Linked DNA regions of Urocitellus parryii: region 1 is linked to region 2. The links are chromatin contacts, called in public Hi-C maps. All regions are on one chromosome and are shown on one strand. The core of a region is the stretch at or near the end of the contact, and the rest is flanking DNA. Distances in the headings are between cores, read along the strand shown. Region 1 holds the start of Slc35a4 (solute carrier family 35 member A4). Region 2 holds the start of Slc4a9 (solute carrier family 4 member 9).

Region 1 (4,052 bases), core at 1,387-3,886, 180 kb after region 2:
TGTTTCCGTGCGTCGGACCAGAGGAGGCGCACGGATGCCCCTGACTCGCTGACACCACCACGCAACTATGAGCTCATCAAGAGGGTGGAAGACCGGTCAGGTGAACGTGCACCGCGCGCACTCGCGCATGAGTGAAATCATCGCGCGGGTGTATGCGCGCTCACAGACAGCCTGGGATGCGGCGGTAGGGGTCACGTGGTAGCATCTGTGAAAACTAGACTGTCAAAATTCCGCGGCGAAGAAAACACCCAATCCTTTACAAAAATGCCCCGGAAGCGCCTCCGCCCTCAGTAAAGATGGCGGTAGGCCCAATAAGGGAGGCGGGGCTGCGCCTGCGCAACAAGTTCGGCGGGGAAGATGGCGGATGACAAGGTGAGTGAACGTGGGGGTGATCCTTAATTTTTTAAGATTGTCTTTAGATTCCATGGCTCTGTAGTTTTGGGGAAAGGTGACACTGGAATGTCCCAGAGATAGGGTGCCTCTTGTTTTCCCTGGAACTCTATCGACTACCTCAACAGGGAGGGGTGGCATGGGGGTAGTTTTAGGGAAGGCGGGAGGAGTCGGGGATCCCCCAGCAGTCCCCTCCCGAATACCATCATGATGCCCAGTTACTAGCACACACTCAAACACACTTACCCCGGAATGCTCCTCACTCTGCCTCATTCCCTAGCCCCCCAAATTTCCCTTCCAGAGATAGCGTTTCCAATCCACACGAACGGCACCCTCAAACACTTTCTTGTGCACACACTGAATTTCATACTTACATGTGATCAGAATTATTCGTCGTTTATGCATACTCTTTCCGACATTCATTATCTCTCATACCCAGTTACTCCATTTAGGTTGAGATGCTCTCAGAAACAGGGATACAGTCCAGGCAGAAATCGGGTTTACCCTCAAATTGTCCAGGGAACGGCTTCAAGCTATTATTCTCCTTTGGTCTGGAAGCCCAGCATCAGTCACATTCACCAAGTGCCTGCCAGTCCCACTACCAGGCATTTTACAACAGACAAGAAAGACTGATCACCACTTTTGGGGAGCTCTTGGTTCAGTCAGTAGTTCTTTGCTCATAGACCTAATTGAAGATTCCTTCTGTCTTTCCTGCACACTGATTGCTATATTTAGATTCCTGTAGTGATTATTACAAGTTACTGATACTGATTTCATCTGCCACCCCCTCCCCGGCCCCATGTAACTCTGCTTTTCAATGCCTTTCTGCCTTTACCACTGCCATCTCAGGAAGGTTTTATAGAAAGATATCTCTGGCTCACCCCATTCCTCCCAACTCCCAGTTTCTGATAGAATTGAACAGGGAATGGGGCTGAGTCAGTCTGTGGAGCCAGCCTCTCCCTTTTCCTAGGATTCTCTGCCCAAGCTTAAGGACCTGGCATTTCTCAAGAACCAGCTGGAACGCCTGCAACAGCGAGTGGAAGACGAAGTCAGCAGTGGTGTGGGCCAGGTAGGAGTTGTCCTCCTGCCTCTCACCTTAATCTTCATTGTCCAATTTTCTCTTGAGAATGTTGAGTCAGTGGCAGAGATTTGTTCAGCAAATGGTTATTGAGGGCCAGTTCTCAGTTCCCTAGGAAAATTTCCCTGAGAAAATAGTTCTTGACCTGAGATCTTAAGTAGTGGTTAACTAGGTGAAGTGGAGAGGAATGAAAACTCCAAACATATGCAGAGTAGTATTATGTACAAGAGGGAGGAAAGAAGGTCGGTTGGGCTGCAGTAGTGGGAAAATATGCTAGAAAATGAGACTGGAGAAATAGCAGGGCTCAGACTGCTCAGGGGCATCTCTGACATTTTAGCAGGAAGATTCTGTGGTTGGAGTTTTCTGACTTCAGGATTCTGATATATATTGTGTGATCAGGACTCCTGAGTTCTTTTTTTTTTTTTTTTTTTTTTCCTTTTTTGAGCTCCAGAACCTTGAGAAAAATCTTTGGAGAAAATGCTACAGCTGTAGAGAGTGACCCTCACTTGAGTACTTCCTGGGTAGAGAAGAGGGAAAACCTGCCTGAGTTTCCTTCTTCATTTTTCTCTGCAGGATGGCTCGCTTTTGTCCTCCCCGTTCCTCAAAGGATTCCTGGCTGGCTATGTGGTGGCCAAACTGAGGGCATCGGCAGTACTGGGCTTTGCAGTTGGCACCTGCACTGGCATCTATGCAGCTCAGGCATATGCTGTGCCCAACGTGGAGAAGACACTGAGGGACTACTTTCGGTCACTGCGCAAGGGGCCTGACTAGCTCTAGATCCTATGGGGGAAGCAGGATGAACAGCTGGGGCCTACAGGTGGAGGCCTTTCGAACACAGACACACTATCTGGCTTCCCCAGCTGTCATCTACTTACTGTCTCCACCTGTCCTGCCACCTTCATCTTAGTTTCTCTTCCTGCAGAGGGTGCACTTGTCGGACTGTAACCTGGACTCCTTCCCTCCCCAGCTCCATGAGACTGGCCCCAAGACCATGCTTCATCAGCCCCTACTCTCCCAGCCCTAACTGTAGAGTGTACAGATGACTCTGATCCTCAGTATTCTCTCTGGCAATGTACCAGCTCCTCCTGGAAGCTGGCTCCATAACTTAATATCCCTTAAATGTGCCCCAGTTCCTCTGCCACTTGCTAGTTACACAGGCAACCAGGATCTGATGAGGGCATGAGTGTAGAGGAAGGTGGTATGCCAGGCCTGGGCCGTCCTAGGCAGGCCCGCTGGACCCTGATGCTCCTCCTATCCACTGCCATGTATGGTGCCCATGCCCCACTGCTGGCGTTGTGCCATGTGGATGGCCGAGTGCCCTTTCGGCCCTCCTCAGCTGTGCTGCTCACTGAGCTGACCAAGTTACTGTTGTGCGCCTTCTCTCTCCTTGTGGGCTGGCAAGCATGGCCCCGGGGGGCCCCACCCTGGCGCCAAGCTGCTCCTTTTGCACTATCTGCCCTGCTCTATGGCGCCAACAACAACCTGGTGATCTATCTACAGCGTTACATGGACCCCAGCACCTACCAGGTGCTGAGCAATCTCAAGATTGGAAGCACAGCCCTATTCTACTGCCTCTGTCTCCGGCACCGCCTCTCTGCACGCCAGGGTTTGGCACTGCTGCTGCTGATGGCTGCAGGGGCCTGCTATGCAGCAGGTGGCCTTCAGGACCCTGGGAACACCCTTCCTGGGCCTCTAGCAGCTGCTGCCAGCCCCATGCCCCTGCATATCACTCCACTGGGACTGCTGCTGCTCATCCTGTACTGTCTCATCTCAGGCTTGTCGTCTGTATACACAGAGCTGCTCATGAAGCGACAGCGTCTGCCCCTCGCACTTCAAAACCTCTTCCTCTACACTTTTGGTGTGCTCCTGAACCTTGGTCTGCATGCAGGTGGTGGTCCTGGCCCAGGCCTCCTGGAGGGTTTCTCAGGATGGGCAGCACTTGTGGTGCTGAGCCAAGCACTAAATGGACTGCTCATGTCTGCTGTCATGAAGCATGGCAGCAGCATCACACGCCTTTTTGTTGTGTCCTGCTCATTAGTGGTCAATGCCATGCTTTCAGCAGCCCTGCTACGGCTGCAACTCACAGCTACATTCTTCCTGGCCACACTGCTCATTGGCCTGGCTGTGCGCCTGTATTATGGTAGTCACTAGCCCCTGGCTACCTTGCTTGCTTCTGATTCTATAGATTGGGCACCACCACCAGAGTCATCTCTCAAACTTCTTCCTTTCCTCCCCTTAGCAACTGTAATAAGTGCCTTGTGAGAAAAGCTGGAGAAGGGAGAGCAACCAAGTTAGTCTTGAAGTGGTGTATGAAGGAGGCTTCTAGGAGGCATGAAGAGTAGATTTGGTTAAGGAAACTTAACTTCCCCACCCACCCCCAAGTTCTTCCAAACTAAAGAATTGGGAGCATCAATACCTAGGCCTGAAAAATAACTCCATTCCTGATGGGGAAGGCCCCCTGCCTCATCTTCCATAAACACAAAATGAGGTATGGGTGACAAGTGGCTTTCCTTGCCCACTGTGGTCACCCCAGTATACCCACTACCCAGGCCTGGTGTTGGTGCACAAGCCCCGCCTTGGCGCA
Region 2 (3,636 bases), core at 155-2,654:
TTCCTTGCAAAAAAACAGTTTGTGAAGCCCCTCAGGCAGGAAAAGGCTTTGCATAACAGTCAGAAGGATGATGTGGTTAGAAATAAGGGAGCAAAGGGAGGATGGAAGGAGTTGTGGTTAGTGAAGTGGGTTGAGGTCAGGCCATGAATCTTGGAGCCATGACAATAACTTTAATTTTTCTTCTGGGAATGATGGGTACTCACTGGGTGAGTTTGAGTGGAAGAGTAATAATGTGGCTCTATTGGTTTTTGTTTGTTTGTTTTTGGTGCTGGGGACTGAAGCCAGGAGCGCTTAACCACTGAGTCATATCCTCAGCCCTTTTTTATTTTTTATTTTCAGACAGGGTCTCACTAAGTTGTTTAGGGCCTCACTAAATGGCTGAGGCTGGCTTTGAACTTGCAACCCTCTTGTCTCAGCCTCCTGAGTTGCTGGGATTACAAGTGTAGGCCACCACACCCTGCTTGATTGCCTTTTAAAAGGACTCCTGTGGCTGCCACGTGAAGGATGGACTTTGGGCAAGGAGAAAGAGTGGAAGCAGGAAGATTATTGCAAGAAGCTAGAAGGCCACTGAAACAATTCAGCTGAGAAATGATGGTAGCTTGTGTCAGGGTAGTAGTGCTAGAGGTGGGGAAACGTGATTGGATTCTGTGTATATGTGGAAGGTAAAGTCAACAGTACTTGACAAGGGATCACATTCTCCTTTGCTCATTTAGTACAATGAGCATCAAACACCCCAGTTGCTCTTCCATCCTCAGCAAGTTAAAGGGGCAGGGCCCCGGAACATAGATAAATTGGGGGTTTCCAGATGTTGGACAAAAAAAAAATTTAAGATACAGATGTTCTCTGTGACTTGCCTCTGTTTTTCATCATTAGCTCATTTAATGGGCAGGTTCTGTACCTGCTGTCTCCCTTACCCTGCCAGGTTTCTGTAAGACCAATTATTTAATAGGTCCTTATTTGTCCAAATGTGTGTGTCTGTGACCCCCAGAGTGTGATGTTGACACCCCAAACAGTTCTGGATGTTTGGTGTTTGCATGTGATACAGGCTAGGGACAACATAATGTGGGGGAGTAAGTACTTAGACCTAGGTTAGCCGTCTACTCCTATCTATTTATACCAAACACAGTGGGGTCAAACCTGATCTCACAGGAAATGCACATATACACTTTGGCCCCAGGTTGGGCATTTCTGGAGAGCCTGGGGAAAACCAGGCTACAAACACTCTCATGCAACAGGGGTGGGGAAGCAAGTAGGGGAACAGGTGACCCGGTATGCTCTGGAGCTAGCAGGTCTTGTTCTGTTTGTGTTGTGCTACTGTAACTGGGGTTGAGGGTGCATTATAAATATAACCAGAGGGGCCCTAGAATTTCACTGCTCCTGAGACTCTGTGTGATCTTCAGTAAGATGAAGCTGCCAGATGCCCATGAAAATGTTCCTGTAGAAGATATGGACAGCAGCCTTGGCCTTAGCCCCAGCTTTGATGGACCCTCAAACATAGACAGCAGGGAATTGGGGATATCCAAGGACCCCTTGCTCTTCATCCAGCTGAATGAGCTGCTGGGCTGGCCCCAGGCATTAGAGTGGAGAGAGACAGGCAGGTAAGTGGGACCCAGGCTAGTTCTGTGAGGCCCTTCCCCAGCTGGGGCTTCTTCCATGACCCCCTTGTTCCTCCTGTGGATCTCCTTCCAACCTAAAATAAGGATTTTTTTTCTCTATGCATTCTGCCTTTCATAATATTAGTGTCCTTTGCAGTCTAGCTCTGAGTTCCCCAGGTCCCAGGATGAGGGGTGACTGCCCAAGATAGGCATGCTTGGCATCACAGGGCCCATGACTCCCCCATTGCCCTATCTTCCCTGGCTTTGCTGTGTCCCAGCTCCTGGCTGTGGGAGACATTCCCCAAATAATACTATCCATCCCCCTCTACCACAGGTGGATGCTGTTCGAGGAGAAGCTGGAGGTAGGAGCGGGCCGGTGGAGTGCTCCCCATGTGCCCACCCTGACACTGCCCAGCCTCCAGAAGCTCCGCAGCCTGCTGGCCAAGGGCCTTGTACTGCTGGACTGTCCAGCTCAGAGCCTCCTGGAGCTCGTGGGTAGGCTGTTAACCTTTTCAGGGAGATGCCATTTTCCTGGGATTTCCCCCAGTCTTGGAATCTTCTAGAGCCTACCTGACCCCATCCCACCCTAGAGATTGTTACAAGAAGGAGTTGGAAAGGAGTTGAAAGAAGCAAGTTCATGGGTCCCTACATTTCCTAAGACCCCTAGAAGGGAAATGAGGTGGAGAGAGGATGATATGGAGGTGCTTCAGAAAACCCTTAAGGACCTCAAACCCCACATCTGTTCTCCAGAACAGGTGATCCAGGCGGAATCATTGAGCCCAGAGCTGAGAGGACAGCTGCAGGCCTTATTGTTGCAGAGGCCCCAACATCACATCCAGACCAGAGGCACTTGTTGGGGTGAGAAGCCCTTTCCTGGGCCCAGGATCAACACCCTGGGGTGGGAGAATCCAAGATGTCCCTTGCAACTTCCTGAGACAGAAGTGGCCTAGGCTTAGCTCAGACTTCAACCCAAGACTCCTGGACAAGTTCAGGAGCTGGTGGAAATAGGGGAAGGGATGGTTAGGAGCCCAATAGAGCTCTGTGAAGGGAGGCACTTGGTGGGTTCTGTGTCAGGGGCTTTACACACAGTATCTCATTTAATCTTGACAGTCACCCTGTAAGATAGTACCACAATTATCCCCATGTTAGTGATGAGAAAACTGAGGCCGAGTGGGGAAGAGTGTGCTCCAGTTCTCATAGCTTGTTAGAGGAAAAGCTAGTCAGGGAGCCCTGGTGGATATGCCCCCAAAGCCTGTGCTCTTGACCACTGTATAATCCTTTTGTAGGATCTGCCCATCCAAAAAAGGCTTCCCATGATGAAAATATTCCCCTGAAGGAACAGGTTTGTGGCCCTTCTATGGGTAGGGTTGGGAGAGGAGTCAGGAATTAAAAGTTCTCATCAGTTGAGATACTGTCAGCATTCCCCTCCCCAAATAACCTTTCATACTCTGTGCCACACAGGGTCAAAACTCCTTGAGACAGAAGCTGCCTCCAGGGGCGGAGGCAGCAGCTGTGCTGGCAGGAGAACTGGGCTTCCTAGCACAGCCCGTGGGGGCCTTTGTGAGACTGCGGGACCCTGTGGTGCTGGGGCCACTTACTGAGGTGCCCATCCCCAGCAGGTGAGGCTACTGAGGAGTCAGGGGCCCAGAACTCAGAAGAAGGGCCTGAATGGGGGTTGTTTTGAGGGGATCCCTGGGTCAGTCCTCTGAGGGTGTGTGGGGGATGGGTGTAGGGATAGGGAAGGTGAGAGTGGTCAGCCCTGCAGAGCAGGCATGCAATGAGTATATGTATGGAGCTGGTAGGGAGGGCAGAGCGGTGTCAGTGGGCAGAACTGCCTTATGAGAAAGCAGCATCTGACCCTCCCTGGGGTTTGGTTCCTTCTTCAGGTTTTTCTGCCTCCTCCTGGGCCCCCCGGTACCCAGAAGGGGCTACCATGAAATGGGTCGGGCAGCGGCTGTCCTACTCAGTGACCCGGTAAGCTGGGCAGGCATGCCTGTGTGACTGTGCACATAGGCTACTGTGAGTATGTGTGGACTCTGTA

The links. Hi-C and Micro-C count contacts between places; a contact is called where the count stands out from the background.
Region 1: a contact with region 2 is called in a Hi-C map of muscle, with 6 times the contacts expected there. The contact joins the promoter of Slc35a4 here to the promoter of Slc4a9 in region 2. A contact is called at or near these places in 2 of 2 Hi-C or Micro-C datasets (liver and muscle).

The regions. Positions count from the first base shown.
Region 1 is chr1:94,992,997-94,997,048 of mUroPar1.hap1, forward strand. It overlaps Slc35a4 (solute carrier family 35 member A4), which reads left to right and starts at 2,637. Exons shown (of 1, transcript XM_077800849.1): 1 at 2,637-3,883. The coding sequence starts at 2,648. The coding sequence ends at 3,619. LOC113179647 (SLC35A4 upstream open reading frame protein) reads left to right here and starts at 267. Exons shown (of 3, transcript XM_026384354.2): 1 at 267-372; 2 at 1,361-1,459; 3 at 2,042-2,248. The coding sequence starts at 358. The coding sequence ends at 2,239.
Region 2 is chr1:94,810,868-94,814,503 of mUroPar1.hap1, forward strand. It overlaps Slc4a9 (solute carrier family 4 member 9), which reads left to right and starts at 1,405. Exons shown (of 21, transcript XM_026384486.2): 1 at 1,405-1,598; 2 at 1,930-2,090; 3 at 2,346-2,453; 4 at 2,882-2,937; 5 at 3,057-3,214; 6 at 3,482-3,569. The coding sequence starts at 1,405.